2 separate regions of the Anser cygnoides genome follow, and region 2 is linked to region 1. The links are chromatin contacts, called in public Hi-C maps. All regions are on one chromosome and are shown on one strand. Each heading gives the region's core, a stretch centred on a gene start, on an enhancer-like site or on the middle of the called end of the contact. The rest is flanking DNA. Distances are from core to core; before and after follow the strand shown.

Region 1 (4,155 bases), core at 933-3,432:
AGCCTTGGTTTCAGTTTGGCCTTCCTCATCACTCTTCCTGTCTGGTACCACACCATTCTCTCCAGCTCCTGCTTGACATTCCTCAGACACAATCTCTCTTACTCGCTCTGTTTTCTGTCTTTTAGTTACAACATTCATCTCTTCTTCTGATTTTCTCTTGCAAGGTGATGGGTTTTCCTGAGAGACACCATCTTTTTTCCCCTCACAACCACGAAGGTTTTTCCAAGTAGCGATAACATCCAGCCAATCCTTTGGTTCCTCAATGACAAGACTTCTAATTTCATGCAGTATTTTCCCTGGAAGAAAAAGCTAGTTTCAGGTTAAGTAGTTCAATCTCAGCATTTGATGTTCCCACAGAATGAGAACATCTGTCAGGGACTTTGTTTAGATCTCCATAACGTGTGAATCCACGAACTGCAGCAGCATACATCACAGACACAGCCAAGCTCTCAACACCCACAAACCCTATCAGCTGAAGACCCACACATCCATCTGATTACAAGCTTTGCAGAACCAAGAATAACTTTTGCAGGGCTTGAATTCTGCAGAAGTTCAGCAGCTCTAGAAAACCAGACTACCTCAGAGTCATTCCCAGGGATGGAGCACCAGCCTACCATATCGTCGTCCTCTTAGTCCAGAAAAACATTTGGTTCAGGATTAGATATCCAGGACACTTTCCAGGACTGACAGACATGAACATGAACGGCTTTGATTCGGCTCAGAATAAAAGTCACAAGTTTATTCTTTTATTAAAAAAAATATCTCCTTGCTATTAATTACTCTTCCTTCAATCCTGCAAAGTCTCCAATACACACCTAAACTTACACCTACCTGTAGTGTGTCCTGTTGACTTAACTATGACAAGAGAGGCACAAGAAATACAGAGGCCAATTCATATAAAAGTCTTGACTCTGGTCAGGGAAAAACATTTAAGTATTTCTATTTCTCATTTTAAATTTCATAATCATAGTTAAATTTGATCCTTAGAGCCAAAGGCCTCTTGTAATCTTTCAAATAAAACCCTACCCCCATACAAATATCAATCCATCTTACTCAAAATTCTTATTTCAACACTGATAAAGTGACACGAGTACTTGAAATTCACAAGAAATCTGCATACTGAACAGTTAAGTGATGCAGAATATGTATGGATCCACATCACCTAAAAAAAAAATGACTCACTGTTAAAACACATACAAGGGGTCCAGAATTGGACTTCAGTTTTGTTAATTTTTTTGGTGTGGGAGTGGTGTTATACATATATACATGCGTACTATGCCAGCAGAACGTCAGCTGGTAAGACGTGTATTTCAAACATTTTTAAGCTGTTTTCAGCACAGAAAAACATATTTGAAAGCATAGTTGGGTAAAAAACAACAAAAAGAAAGTCAAAAACCACAACTTCAGAGTTGATTCTTCTCAGTTAGAGCTACAGATGATGAAATTGATCGAATGTTAATTTTACAAATAGGACATGAGCTTACACTTGAAGTTTTTGAACCCATGTCCTGCATGCAAAAAGAACAGGATGACTCGAGGGGAACAGTCAGCGCAGTACCTTTATTTCCTGAAACGGGAAGCGGGTCGTGTTTCTTAATCAGCAAAAACAACCTCTCTCCAGACTTGATTTTCTTCAGTTCGCTCGGCTCCGCGTCAGTGGTGAAGAAGACTTTTCCCGAAATATAGTCCACCTTAAAGGGAAGGGGAAAAAAGAATATTTTCTGTGAGCGCTTCAGCGGCTCAACAGCACCACCGTGTGCCCTACCACGTCTTCGCACCGAGAAGAACCCAGCAAAGCACAGCTAACCAGGGGTGGCGAGGGGACGGAGATGTTGGTCAGCACAGCCCTCAGAGCTGCGGAGCGCGGTTTCGCGAAATAAATCATTTTAGTGCCTCTACGAGCCGGCTTCTTCCTGGTGTCCTGTCATGATTTTACTCCCTAGAACCTCCTTGGCGAACGCAACAAGAAATATTTAATTTTACCGCACGATATATTGAAATTAGCACGGACTCGCAGCGAACGAGGCCTGCTTCTCACCTCCGTGGCTCCGAGCCTCGCTCGCAGCTCCCGGGCCAGGAAAGGCTCGAGGCCGCGGCCCGCCGTGCAGAAGTACCGCCCGCCCGCCGCCATCTTGTCCCGCCCCCGCCGCCATTTCGGGCCGCCCCCGCCCAGGGGGCAGGCTGAAGGAGCAGCAACACGTGCTAAGGGAGGGAAGAAGTACCGAGAAAGAGGGGTTGTTTCAAGTTTTTTATTCCAGCGCTGTTGACACGTGACAGCGGGCAGAACAGTTTTTCATGTCAACGTAATCATAAACACCGGGTTCTCGAGAGCTGGTGTGACCCCCGTGCCACCAGGGCACATCACTGGAGCGTCATCTCCCTTTTGATCCTTGCCTCAGCGAGATGATCAAATGTGAGATGATCAAATGTTCCAGTGCAGCTGTTGCTCCATGTACTTCGGCAGAAGACTGTATGATCTCTTCAGCCCAGGCTGATGAAGAGAGGGAGAATTATAGCAGCGTTCCTCCTTCTGCAGATGTTAAAATAATATCTACGCCCACACAACTTAGGAAGAAAATTTGCTGATACCCCCTGGGGTGACTCAGCACCCACAGCTCAGGAACAAATGGCAAGACGTCAGTTCAGGCCCAGCACCGACAACCTTACATGCTGCAGCATCCATGACCTCACATCTCTGCAGTCCAAAAGCACCAAAGCCACCCAAATATTTCTGTAGAAGTGAGCAGGCAAAGAGAGTGTTAGCGTAGCAACCACATAACCACCAAGTGATTATATGAAGGTGCTTTATTCAGCGCTGGAAGCCGGGGCAGGTGCCCAAATCTGGCTTCAAGTCCCGTTACTTCCCAGCCATTATTTATACATTCAACATTACGTAAGGTATACATATTCATTACAGGTTGCAACATCAGCCTCGCATTCCATTCTAATTAGCTCCCCTCCCCTTTGCACATGCGTGGCGCACTCTGGTGGTCGTCCAGGTGGTCGTCCAGATGAAGTAAGGAGTCTTCCTCTCCGCTAAACTCTTTCACCTTTCTCACTCGACGCATGCTCCCTCCGCTCCTTGGTTCTGCTTCAACTCATTTCAGCATTTCCAGGCCCTTATCCAAGGTCAGGTTGTACCTGTTCCCTCCCAGGGTTCCCCTTCAACGATTCCTTTAAATGTTCAGTGTACTCCCTAGGTTTCCAGTGTACATAGATTAATTGATAATGTAAGTACATTTGGTAATGCTTAATTATACTGTATGTCCCATCACCTAAGAGACATTAGTAAAACATCCATTCGATTCTCCCCAACACTAACATTTCCCCCCTTTGAAAATACTTCACTCATACCAAGAGCAAGTATTTTCATTACTATTAGGTTGAATCAGGTTAGTAGAGGTTAGTGAGTATAACTTGATATAGAGATTAGTAAGTATAATCTTAACGCATCTTCATTAGTCTACTATCTTATTGATTCCTCTATGCCTGCTTGTTAACGCTAGTACTATAGGATGGGGGTGGAGTAAGTGGGATAGGGTGTTCTGGGTGATTCCCAGTAACCTACTAACCTCCTTAACCACATTGGCAATGAAATGTGGTCCCCTGTCTGAAGAAATACCCAATGGTACACCAAATCTAGGGATTATTTCCTGTAGTAACCATTTTACCGTTTCCTTTGCTTGCTTGGTGCGACAGGGAAGGGCCTCCGGCCATCCTGAAAAAGTATCAACCCCTACCAATCGGTATTTATAACCTCTTGCTTTAGGCAGCTCCACGAAGTCTATTTGCCAGTAATCTCCAGGCTCTATCCCAGCTCTAGTTCTTCCTATCTCAGCATGTTTCCTTGCTACCGGATTATTCTTTAAGCAAAGCTCACATTTTGACATTACTGACTTTGCCATTGTTAACATGTGTACCGAGATGACACCTCGTTTCAAATAGGTCACCATTGCTCCTGCACCCCAGTGACATTCATTATGTTTTATTTGTAAGATTTCTCGCATTACTATAGGAGGCACTATAAGTTGTCCTGTCGTAGTCACATACCATCCCTCAGGATTCTTCTGGGCCTTCATCAAATTTGCAAGTCTCTCATCTTCTGCTGAATACTTTGGGTCTTTAGGTAATTTAAAACAAGAGAGGCCTACCTTT
Region 2 (4,155 bases), core at 869-3,368, 350 kb before region 1:
TCTGGGCTGCTGCTTGGCCTCTGAAAGAAAAACACAGACCGGAGTTGCTCTCCCCCCTCTTCCAACACTTCTACTGTTACACCAGCTGACCACTCTCCAGTGTTAGAGACACTCCCCGTATCACAAACAGGCTTTGATCATATCCTCCCCAGATTTTCCCCAGCCTTGGGGTGGCCAAAGCCAGCCCTCCCTCACAAACCTGCCTGCAAGCGCTTCTTCCACCCCAGATGGCTGCTTGCTGGAAGGCCTTGTTGCTCACTTCGCTCGCCATCACCAGAAAAAACAGTGCCAGGGACCTTGAAGATCTCCTTGAAGTTTTTCCAGGGCTCAGACAGCAATGACAAATTCAGGTTTGGTGAATCTAGTGCTGATGCTGGAGAGATGTGGGCTCACACAGCTTGGCAGGAAGGATGCTCACTCTCCTGTGATGCCAGGTAAAAAAGCAACAGAGGAAAGTCAGTGGGACAAAACAGGCAGAGAAAAACTAACGGCTTTCAATACTGAAGCTCCAGGGACCCCATCAATACTGGGGAAAGTTCTAAAAACAACACCAAGCTGCCAGAAGGGAGATGCCATGAGCCACCTCTAAGGCAATGACAAGGAGCAGGTTGGAAGCCACAGACCACACACTTTGGTCTCCCTACACACCCGTGAAAATGCAGTATCAGAAAAGCCAACAAAAGTTATAGAGCATGCAGTGGTATGTCGAAAACTGTCAGACAGGGACTGCGAGACAACATTGTGTTTGGCCTAGAAGTTAAAATGGAGCTGAGATCATCTTGGCCCTCCCTGACTCAAAGGTGAGATTCAGCCACGCTGACTCAAAGAGCAGAACCCGATTGCCAGAAAGCCAAAACAGGGCTGGTAACATCTCCAAGAGCCCCAATTTCATTCCAGGTTTGGAGGAGGCCTTTCCTCTTCCACTTCAGTGCATTAAAGCAGTTACTTCAAAAGCATTTGCAACTGCATTGTTAATCCTTGGGATAAAAGCACCAAGAAGAAAAAATATATTATATCAAACATGGAAAAGATGAATGAAATTCACTCCACGTGCTAAAAGGGTGACAACCTCAGTCACAAGTGGTACAGAGATGTCAGAGCTTCTGAAGCCAGTGTTACAATTGGGTTAACTTTTCCCTTCTGCTAGGATATGCATCCCTCTCCCTCCTGTAAAAAGACCAGAGTTGAGAGCTCTGTTGTTCAGCTTCACCGTCCCACTCCACCTGCACAGGTGAAAGCAGCACCCAAGGGGGCCGTTCAGTCACCACGCAGCGGGTGAAGCCCAGACCATCCCCAAAAAATGACCAACACGTAGAAAACTCCCCAAGTCGCCACCCTCAACTAACGTCTATTAAACCACTCCCTTGTGAAACGAAACATCTCGGCCCGAACTGCTCTCAGCAGGACCCATTCTTTAGGACTGAATTTTGTGGGGAAACAGCGAAACCCTTCAAGGTGCGATAGCTGGATTTGTGCCTGCAAGACGTTGTACAGACATGAAACGGAAACGAAGCGCCCTGTGCAAGGAACTGGCCATGACTTACGGATCCAGGCCTGAGGGGAAGCACCTCGGGGGAGCTGCAGGCGAGGGCGACCGGTGGGGTCCCTGCCAGAAGAAACCTTCCTGACTTCCTTCATCCCACAGAGCACCAACAGCCTCGATCCTGGCGTGCTGTGTGGCCGGGCCACCCGTGCTGCCTTGAAGCCTCCAATTTCCTAAAAAACGAGGCTGGGAGAAGAGGCACAGGAGGGTGAAGCAGCCCCTTCAGACACCAACACCCCCCATTATTATCATTTTTTACAGCACAAACACAACGCGACTTCAAAACCTCCCCCGACACAGCTTCACCCCGCTCCCTCGCGCCCTACCGCCGCTCACCAGACGGATCAGCGTCAAATCCCGGCGGAAAAAGGACAAAAAAAGGTGCGGGGGAGGAGAGAAAATGTCCGACGGGAACTGAGGGCAAGGAGCAACACCCCCGACTCACCCGCACCCACCGCCCGCCCTCGCTTCCCTCACGGCGCATGCGCACTCCCCCCTCTGGCTCCGTCAACCCCGCCCCTGCGCATGCGCGCTCCGCGCAGCGGCCTGGTCTCTCGTGTGAGGCGGCGGCGGCCGGAGAAGCCGCGGCCATGTCGGGCTCGGCGGGCTCCGGGGGCGGCAGCGGCTCGGCGAGGAAGCGGCTGATGAAGGAGGAGGACATGACCAAGGTGGAGTTCGAGACGAGCGAGGAGGTGGACGTGACGCCCACCTTCGACACCATGGGGCTGCGGGAGGACCTGCTGCGGGGCATCTACGCCTACGGTGAGGGGGGGGAGGGGAAGGGAAGGGAAAATGGGGAGGGGAGGGGAAGGGGGGGAGGGGAGGGGAGGGGAAGGGAAAATGGGGAAGGGAAAATGGGGAGGGGAGGGAAGGGAAGGGAAGGGAAGAAGAGGAAGGGAAGGGAAGAAGGGGAAGGGAAAATGGGGAGGGGAGGGGAAAGGAAGAGAAGGGAAGAAGGGGAAGGGAAAGGGAATGGGGGTGTTTGTGTGTGTGTGGTGGGGCCACGGGCACGCGTCCTTAACGGCCGTTCCCACAGGGTTCGAGAAGCCATCGGCCATCCAGCAGAGAGCCATCAAGCAGATCATCAAGGGCCGGGACGTGATCGCACAGTACGTGGCTGCTCGTTGTCTGCAAGGCCGGAGGAGTGCCAGCATGCCAAGGGGATGAATATGCAGGGGGAAAACTGGTGTTTCTGGTGGCCAAAAAGCATGTGGTTGGGAAAAATCTTTTGGGGTCGCTAGTGGGAATTGGTAGCCTTCTGGGTTGTGTTAGCTTAGCTGATCCCAGGGAGACCCTTTACAGCGGCCTTCTAATACCTAAAGGGGCCTACAGGAAAGTTGGGAGGGATACTTTGTCAGGGAGTGGAGTGATAGGACAAGGGGTAACGGCTTTAAACTAAGAGAGGATAGGTTCAGATTGGATATTAGGAAAAAAATTTTCACCGTGAGGGTGGTGAGGCACAGCAACACCTTGCCAGAGAAGCTGTGGATGGCCCATCCCAGAAGGTGTTCAAGGCCAGGCTGGATGGGGCTTTGGGCAGCCTGGTCTGGTGGGAGGTGTCCCTGCCCATGGCGGGGGGAGTGGAACCAGATGATCTTTAAGATCCCATCCAACTCAAGCTACTGTTGGATTCTGTGATCTAACATTTCCTTTAAAAAACAAACAAACAAAAATCTTCCGAGACAGATTGCAGAAAGCTTAAGTGCTGATCTGATAAAGAGTAACCACGCCAGAGCCAGGGACCCTGTAATAGATAGTGCTTTGTCTCTGGTACTACAGTCTTTAAAGCTGTGTGTCTGCAAACCACGCTGTGATCATAACAAAGATTTGTGGGATACGCTGTTGGCAATATTCACTTGTTTTCAGCAAATGAATGGCAGTTCTTAGGGCAGAGAGGTGGAATATATTGAAATTGCCTGTGTTGTTTATCCAGAAATGGAGAGCAGAGCGTTCACCAAACGTCTGTTTCTCAGGTCACAGTCCGGAACAGGAAAAACAGCAACGTTCTCCATCTCCGTTCTGCAGTGCTTGGATATACAGGTAACTTCACAGCACGTGCTGAAAGTTTGCTTGTTGTCTTTTTAATCAATAGATTCATCACCATAAAAGCCTCTGTTTGTTAGAGTGAACAAATGAAGCTTTACATTGAACTCTTAATTATGGGCAGTGAAATTGAGGCAAAATTCTTTCTGAAAATTTCATCGGTTTAGCTGTTAAACCCACCTTGACGAAATACATTCAGAAAAAAATCTTATAAAGTTGGTTTTAATAGCTGACCTCATTCATACAGTTTTATTTTGCTGTTAGAGGGCTAAGTTAATCTCTCAGCAGGCAGATTTGCCCTCAGCAGTCCTAACAGCATTGCTGACCCATCTGAACAGCTGCATACGTTGCACAGAATCAGACGCAGACTTCTGACTGACAAACGTTTGCTTGTGTTCTGCTCAGGGGTACCATGTCCATCTAATGGTTTTTGAAATATCCACTTGAGTGTGTAGATGATGAGTAAAATGATTTTCTGTGGGCTGGTACTCCTTTAAGTAAAGCCTTGATTGCCATTCACCTGTCACTGCCTGGGGTTGTAAAAATAAATGTTGCGTGTTCTGAATGAA

Evidence for each region. Hi-C and Micro-C count contacts between places; a contact is called where the count stands out from the background.
Region 2: a Hi-C map of liver shows a contact between it and region 1, with 2.2 times the contacts expected there. The contact joins the promoter of LOC106045607 here to the promoter of THUMPD2 in region 1. A contact is called at or near these places in 2 of 7 Hi-C or Micro-C datasets (granulosa cells and liver).

The regions. Positions count from the first base shown.
Region 1 is chr3:13,358,716-13,362,870 of Taihu_goose_T2T_genome, reverse strand. It overlaps THUMPD2 (THUMP domain containing 2), which reads right to left and starts at 2,182. Exons shown (of 10, transcript XM_013196149.3): 1 at 2,039-2,182; 2 at 1,559-1,691; 3 at 1-296. The coding sequence starts at 2,131.
Region 2 is chr3:13,708,416-13,712,570 of Taihu_goose_T2T_genome, reverse strand. It overlaps LOC106045607 (ninein-like protein), which reads right to left and starts at 2,118. Exons shown (of 19, transcript XM_048048346.2): 1 at 1,989-2,118; 2 at 1,545-1,729; 3 at 200-422; 4 at 1-20. The coding sequence starts at 271. It overlaps EIF4A3 (eukaryotic translation initiation factor 4A3), which reads left to right and starts at 2,011. Exons shown (of 12, transcript XM_048048352.2): 1 at 2,011-2,305; 2 at 2,580-2,652; 3 at 3,517-3,583. The coding sequence starts at 2,026.